Linked DNA regions of Danio rerio: region 1 is linked to region 2. The links are chromatin contacts, called in public Micro-C maps. All regions are on one chromosome and are shown on one strand. The core of a region is the stretch at or near the end of the contact, and the rest is flanking DNA. Distances in the headings are between cores, read along the strand shown.

Evidence for each region. Hi-C and Micro-C count contacts between places; a contact is called where the count stands out from the background.
Region 1: a Micro-C map of caudal fin shows a contact between it and region 2, with 3 times the contacts expected there. The contact joins the promoter of ormdl3 here to the promoter of hdlbpb in region 2. A contact is called at or near these places in 1 of 18 Hi-C or Micro-C datasets (caudal fin) and 1 of 4 datasets of contacts at active chromatin or transcription factors (embryo).

What each region holds. Positions count from the first base shown.
Region 1 is chr12:23,974,831-23,979,267 of GRCz12tu, forward strand. ormdl3 (ORMDL sphingolipid biosynthesis regulator 3) reads right to left here and starts at 2,042. Exons shown (of 4, transcript NM_001006087.1): 1 at 1,761-2,042; 2 at 1,353-1,552. The coding sequence starts at 1,526.
Region 2 is chr12:24,142,802-24,147,012 of GRCz12tu, forward strand. hdlbpb (high density lipoprotein binding protein b) reads left to right here and starts at 2,816. Exons shown (of 28, transcript XM_021480308.2): 1 at 2,816-2,893.

The DNA of each region.
Region 1 (4,437 bases), core at 792-3,291, 170 kb before region 2:
AAATTTCTCGCACACACTGATTATTTTGCTTCTTAAAAAGATTGTTCACCCAAAAATGAAAATTTACTCACCACTTACTCTCCCTCAGATGGCTCCAAACACTTTTCTGTTGAACAAAAAATATGTTATTTTGAAAAATGTTAGAAACCTGTAACCATCTTCCAAAGTAGGAAAAAATAAATACCATGGAAGTGAATGGTTACAGATTTCCAGCATTCTACAAAATATTTTGTGTTCAAAAGAAAAAATAAATAAATAAAACAAGTCTGGGTCATGTGGAGCTTGAGTAAATTCAATTTTGGTGTGAACTATCCTTTTAAAGCCTCATCAGGAGCCACAGCAATTTTGGCTCATCTGTATGTGTTTCTGACTCTCTACTAGTCCCAGTAGCTATTTACATGCATTTTGCAGATCATTAAAACCATGGTTTCAATTAAAAACATATTCTTAATGTTCTGCAACAGAACAAAGTCTCATACATGTTTGTTGGCTTGAGGTTCTATAAATTAAAGGGACAGTTCATCCCAAAACTGAAAATTTACTCACCATTTACTCACCCCCAAGTGGTTCCAAACTTTTAAGAGTTCCTTTATTCTGTTAAACACACACACACACATAAGATATTTCATTCATTCATTTTTTTCTGCTTAGTCCTTTTATTAATCTGGGGTCGCCACAACGGAATGAACCGCCAACTTATCCAGCATATATGTTTGTTTTACACAACAGATGCCCTTCCAGCTGCAGTCCATCACTGAGAAACATTCATACACTCATTCACACACATACACTATGGACAATTTAGCTTACCCAATCACCTTAAACCACATTTTTGATCTTGTGGGAGAACCGGAGCACCCGGAGAAAACCCACGCCAACTCAGGGAGAACATGCAAACTTCACACACAAGTGCAAACTGACCCAGCCGAGGCCTGAACCAGCGACCTTCTTGCTGTGAGTCGATTGAGCTACAAGATATTTCAAAGAAAGCTAAAAAACGATAACCACTGACAATCATAGTAGTAAAAACAAATACTACAGAACTCAATGCTTACCACTTAAGCTTTCTTTAAAATATCTTCCCTCATATTTAACAGAATAAAGTCATTAACAAGTAAACAGTGAGTAAATGAAGAGAAAATTTTTATTTTTGGAAACATTCCTGTTGTTAATTTTTCATTGTGTGTTTGTCTGTATGCTATTGAGAAACACTTTTATGACTTTTTTATGACAAACAATTGTGAAACTACTTTGATCACCACTTAGCAGAACAACCAGTGACCCAAACAATAATAAACATCAATAGCAGTCTACGTAACATGATCATAATGCTTGTTCTCGACATTTCTTACCATGTTGTGAATGAGGTTGGTGAGTGTCCAGACCACAGGCACACTGACGAAGGGTATGCTGAGCAATATGATGTGTAGCAGACCGATGCCCAGCACATAGGAGAGCCAAATCCCCCTGCTGTTCATCACGCGTGTGTTCGGGTTTACTTCGCTATGCGCCGTGCCCACGTTCATCCTTACTCACTACTATTGCGCACTTACTGTCAAACACAAAATAAACACGTGAAAATCACATTTACTTCACTGACGTTTACAAGCACTGACTGTAACAAGTCATACAACAAAAATGCCACAAATCACCATCAGCATGCAAACTAGAGAAACACAACGCAACTTCTGAAAGTGTCAAGCATTGATGTTATTTGATGTTATTTAAATGATGAGTGGGGCTAAGAACGAGTCACTTACTGTTCAAAATTGCGCAAGAGTCTTCACTAACCAGACAGAAAGTTGACAATAACTCCTTAGGAAGGAAATTATAACCTTAGTTCTCGCCCCCGTTGTAATTTCGTAAACGTTATCAGGATATCGTCCGCTCTGGAGCCTTTATGCAGTGTAGCCTTGCGGTTTTGCGCCCACGACACTTGACACGTCTGTTTATTTCATGATGTTTGCTTTCAAGCACTTTGTTCCCGTGCAAACAGATGGTGACAACACAGCAAGACTTCATCGTTTCACGTCATCATTTTTCAGAACTCACCTTTAGAAGGATGGAAATGTATTCATCGGGGTATCCGCTGATTGGACGGTGTGGGTCACGTGGAGGGTGTAGGCCAATCAGCGGTCGATGCGTTGATAATTTGCTGAAAAGTCGCACGCCCCCCCCTTCACGTCACAGAAAGTGCTAGTGAGGAGAGATTAGGCAATTATGCAAAAATACTGAGATTTATGGGTATGGTAGTTTATTTAAACGAAATATTGCACATAACGAATTAGCCATGATTGTTTTGTAGTAAGAAAGTCAACGGTGACAATTTCACAAGAACACTGGATACAACACAATGCATTCATTGCATTAAAGGAGTTGTTCATCTTAAAATGAATAATCACAATTCAGTCATCATTTAGATACTCTCCCTTGTGTGGTTAAAACTGTATGACTTATTTTCTTCTGTGGAACCAAAAAAGAGAAGCTTAGCAGAATATTAGTGATTAATATTCACAGTCACCATTCACTTTAATTTCATGAGAGCAAATGTAATGCCACCGAAAGGTGACTAATGCAAAGTCCTTAACATTCTTCTCACTTTCTCTATTTGTGTTACACAGAAAAAGAAGAAAACTGTCATTAATAGCATAACCTATATTTTATTATCAAAGACTTTTGAGAATTTAAAAAAGTCAGTTCAATAGAGTGAAAAGCTCTAAAATACTAAAATATAACTAAAATATGTCATGCTGAACAGCTTTCTCCCCAGTGTGGTCTGAAAATTGTAATAATGTGGGCATTTAATCGTCCTCTGACACAATTTCGTTGTTTGCTTTTGTTTTGTTTGTTCTTCCTAAGATTTCTTCTTTTTGGAAGTGACTTGGAAAAGTACTGTCCCAAAATATTCTTAAAGTTTCTCAAAATAAAATATACTGTTCAAAGAGGAAAAAAAGTTTTGTTTGTTACAATATATATATATATATCAGTATCATAAAACCGTGATAATTTTATCCAAGGTTACCATATACTGTCAGAATCTTATACTGACCCGAGCCTACTGAGTGGTTAGCACTGTTGCCTCACAGCAAGAGTCACAGCAGGGTCAGTTGGCGTTTCTGTATGGAGTGGAGTTTGCATGTTTTCCCCGTGTTGACGTGGATTTCCTCTAGGTGCTCCGGTTTCCCTTACAGTCCAAAGACATGCGCTATAGGTGAGTTGGGTAGGCTAAATCGTCCGTAGTGTATGTGTGTGCTTGTAAGTGTGTATGGGTATTTCCTAGTACTGGGTTGCAGCTGGAAGGGCATGTGCTGTGTAAAATATATGCTGGATAAGTTTGCAGTTCATTCTGCTGTGGGGACTTTTGATGAATAAAGAGACTAAGCTGAAGGAAAATGGATGAATGAATGAATTTTGTTCATTATTACTCTAAATTCAAAATTGACTACAAAAATGAATTACTGACAATTTAAAGAAAACTCTGCATCTATGCATAATGCTATTATATATGCATAATAAATTATGTATAAAATGTATAAATGTGCAAATATGTGCATATGTGGTTATGTTTAAAATCAATCAATATAAATAATTTTTATTCTTTTTGAAATATTTCCAAAGTATAATGTAATGTGTATTTATAGCGCACTTATTTTGTATGGCCAAACACCCAATGCGCTTCACAATCATGAGGGGGGTCTTTCCACACCACCACCAGAGTGCAGTATCTTCGTGGATGATGCAATGGCAGCCACAGGACAACAGTGCCAGTGTGCTCACCACACACCAGCTATTGGTGGAGTGGAGAGACAGTGATAGAGCCAGTTTGGTGGATGGGGATGATTGGGAGGCCTTGATCGTAAGGACCGATTGAGGGACTTTGACCAGGACACTGGGGTTACAACCCTGCTTAGCTTTTTACGAGAAGTGCCATGGGATTTTTAGTGACCACAGAGAGTCAGGACCTTGGTTGAACGTCTCATCCGAAAGACGGCACCCACTGACTGTGTAGTGTCCCTTTCACTTTTACTATGGCATTAGGACTCACACAGACCACAGGTTGAGCGCCCCCTGTTGGCCTCACTAACACCACTTCCAACAGCAACCTAGTTTCCCATGTGGTTCTCCCATCCAGGGACCGGTTCAGTCCTCCTTAGCTTCAGTGAGGAACCAGTTTTGGGCCGCAGGGTGATATGGCTGATGTGATGTTAAACAGAACAATGAAGTTTTTCACAGTATTTCCTTATTTTCTTTTGGAGAATATTGTATTTCTTTTACTTTTACTTTTGCTAAAATAAAATGTAATGTTCATTCATTCTTTTTTTTTTCAGCTTAGTCCCTTTTTTAATCTGGGTTTACCACAGCGGAATGAACTTTCAACTTATCCAGCATATGTTTGATGAGCTCATGCCCTTCCAGCTGCAACCCATCTCTGGAAAA
Region 2 (4,211 bases), core at 1,566-4,065:
TAAATTCTTAGTTTTTTGGTGGCACAACTTAGCTTATTGTTCTATTCAATCCACTTAAATTTGTAAAACGATTATGTTAACGACATAATCAATTTGTTATGGGACAACATGAAATAATTATAACACATATAATTGTTAGAATTATATGGCACACATAATACATATAATTTTAGGGTAAGTGGTTGCAAACAATTTACAAACAGCATTAAATTTAATTTGTTTAAATCCAGCCAATGATTGTAACCACTTAACTTAAAAAAATAAATAAATATTTTTTCAGTGTTGAGCTTAATTAATAATACAGAGAAAGCATAACAAATTAATTATAAATACATGGGAAGATGTATCAAATAAATGCAAATTAATGACACAACATATTGGTCTATAATTTGTATTTAAAACCCCATGAAAGGTTACCCTATAAAACAATCATAAGTAAAAAATAAAATCGACTTTGAGCAATAAAAATATAATCATATATAATGATGTTCAACAGATGTAGAATTTGCAGTAAACTGTGTATATTATCAATGTAAAATAAAGCAAAATGCACAAATGGGAAACAGTTGATTCTGATAGTAATTATTGTTAAACATATTAAACCATCAACAGAACTGATAGTAAAAGAGTTGCCAGTGACAGAGGTGACATTTTCCACCATTTTTTGATTTAGTTCATGATTCTGACCTCAGAACAGAGACCACATGTCATGTCTAAACGAGAATTTTATGCATTTTCATCATATTATTATTTTTAAAAAGCCAATGAGAAATTTAATTGAAATATCACAATAACAAAGTTTACAAATAATCAATATAATATTGGTGCATAGTAAACATTTTGTACAAATTAATGAGGGAAGAATAAATGACATAAAAGTCACATGCTTTTTCTCTTAGTGTTTTAAAGATTGTTGTACCTTTTATAACAGATGTAATATAATTGACCAGTACGAAGACGGACCAAAAAAAAAATATTACAGAAATCACAAATAAAACAATAGATCATGTTTCATGCAAATGTTAATTTAGTAAAGTAAACACACAAAAAGGTGATAATTAGGCTTAATTATTTAAATAAAACTAAAGATGAATGTATGGTTCAGGAGGCAGATGTGGTCAAAAATAATACGTATGTAAATACAGATATAAATCAGACCAGAGATGCTCAAACTTGGGCCCACAGGCCAAAGTTGGCCCATGGTAACCTTTGATTTGATTTGGCCCACCATCTCATCTGAGTGAGAAGAGTGATGAGAATGATGGGGATGACTTCTATATTGTCCATTCAAATTTAGTGCAACCCTTTGTTTGTTTGTTTGTTTGTTTGTTTGTTTGTTTGTTTGTTTTGTCGGGAAAGCTATTTGAAATGTTTCAATTAAATGGTGTAAATATATCAGATTTTGTTTAAATGTACATACTGTCACCTGACAATCCAGAGACTTTGGTGAGCAAATCATGTCAAAGGCAGATTTTGCTTGACTGGTGTATTCAGCATTGAACTCCACTCTGTAATAAAGGAGATTGTTTAAGTTTTATTGCAATAAGGTGTAATTAAATAGTAGTGCGCGAGTTAATATGATTTAAAGTGATGTTTTCTATTTATTTTGAAATATTAGAAAATAAATAAGGAAATTACTGGATCTATATATATTACAACTTCTTCGGCCCATGGCTCTTAAAAATATTTATATTTTGGTCCTTTATACAAAAATAGTGTGGGCACCCCTGTTTTAGAGATAACTTATAATTATGAAAGAAATATGCCTGTACTCACTCTTCACATATCCTGTTGTTTTTCCTAACTGTTTTTATCTTATTGTAAGTTGTTCCTGTACTAGGGCGCTTTGACATTTTGTGTATGGAGTGTAATTGTTTTGCTTGTGTGTGGTTGGTTGGAGAAAGACCAGGTGGAACTGAACTGAACTGAATATTTGCATGTATTCACAGCCCATGTAACCTTGAATATGATGTATAAAGACTGGGAATGCCCCAGTCTTCTTTAGAAGAGAGCAATAAACTGTATGATACACATCTCAGTTGTTGTTGTCTTCCTGGAGCACTCCTGCTTACTGAGGGAACACACAGACGATCTCCAATTTATCCTAACAAATTATAATTTGTGTTATAATTCAAAACTGTAGCATTAAAGGTTTTTGCTTTTGAAATATAATTGAGGTTTTAGGAAACACAAAATGTTTCCACAATTTTTATCCAGAAGATGTGCAGAAGTTAAAAACCTTTTGCCATTAACTGAAAATCCAATTTTGTTTAAAGAATTCATGCAAACTGAAAATATTAAATGCCCAAATACCCTTTTATTTTAAATAATTGTATTTATTTGTTTGTTTCACAACCCCTTAACAGTTTAATTTTTTTCTTGAATAATGTGGAAATGTGGAAAAAATATTTTCATAAAGAGATGTATAGGCTAATTTCACATTTATTTTCAACATTGTATTTCTTAGAATAAATATAATAATTGAATGACATAAATATATAATTGGATTATACGGATTGATACCTTGCAAAGTATCATTTAGAGCAATTGTTTGCAGAAAGGGAAACCATATACACAGATACACACACATACTGAAAATGGGATATTTTATATTGCAAAATTGATGTTTTCTGTGAATAAATGCTCTATATTTATTTTTATTTTAGACACAATATCAGTTGTTTATAGAATAAAATATCAATGAACACTTTACTAAAACATGCATCATTTACTGGCACAGTACAGATAATATCTAAGATAATATTGAGAGCTGCAATGCTGCATATCATAACAATAATTCATGAATCAAAGATCCGACTCAGTTCGGGATTCGACTCCCAGCAGCAGTGTTTACTATCAGCAGACCAGCGGCAAGGCTTTTCCTTCTGATAAGGTGATCAGTTGTTATTGTTTCGTTGACGTGCTACTTATCGCATCATTTTGTGAACCGAAAGAACAGATCTGCGTTTCCTGCAGTCCGATTATTGTATTTAAAACAGAGATAGACAGTAGCTCTGCTGCTAACGATATGTTACATGTAGCAGATTAGCTCGAGAGCTAAACTAAGATATTCTAAATATTTATTCCGTTATCCTGAACGTTTACAACTAGCATTTACAATTGACCGAGGATGCATATCTAATGTACTTAAATATTGAAGGTTTTAACAGCTGTTTTAAATGACATTTGCGCTATTAAATGGCAGGTAGTTTTGTTAGCCTGCTCCTGTATTTGTTTACACTGATCTGCTGCTCTGCATTCAGATGATTTAAATCATGCATGATGCACGTTAAATATAGCCTTTATACAATCTGCTAACAGGCAGGTGAGCACTACATTTGATTATGTTGAGCATATTTAGCAGGCAGTTTGTGGAAACATTTACCATTGATGTGTGGCAAACTGTTTTTATTCATTCATTCACAATATGTCAATACTTCATTTTAGCACATCTAGATATCATTAATTAGTTTTCTATTAGTAACAATAACAATTTTTATATTATATAATTACATTTTTATTAGTAAGAAAAGATTTTTTTTAAATTTGAAGCTCCAAAGTCAAATTCTTGATGCCTAGAATCAATTAAATAGTACAAATCTAATTCGTGAAAATGAAAATAAATAATTATTATCATAAAATGAATTTCAATGGCTGTGTATCTGGTTACAAATAGTGACAATAAAGTTCAAGATATCGAGAATACATTATTTACTTGGTGAATTTTAATTTGTGATGTAAAGAATTAGCATTTAGTAGTGGAAAAGTAGTTGCTAATATCAAAACTGAGCATTTTAACAAGTTAAAACTGAACTGTTAATGTCAAGAGCAGATTAAGATAATCAAATATAATGTTTTATCCCTCTTACAGACTTATTATTGTTGCATAATAGTGCAGAATAACAGTCAGCAATAAGATAAGCACAATATTAGATAAAAATGACTAGGGCTGCATGCTATTGTAAAATTTTGATTTTCTTTGATAAATATTACGATATAAAGTCAGTTTCACAAGAATAGCTCTATTTGCCATTTTTATGCAAGTTAACTCTATTCAGGTACAGAAATGTAATAATCACAATACAAAAAAGCTTTTTTTACTTTGCTTTGTCTCATTTCTTGTCCAAACATTCTTAAATCAAGTAAAATATTGTTTTGTTTTCAACTTAAGTCAAAATTAAATGGTTTTCCTTAAAACAAGCAAGTTTTTC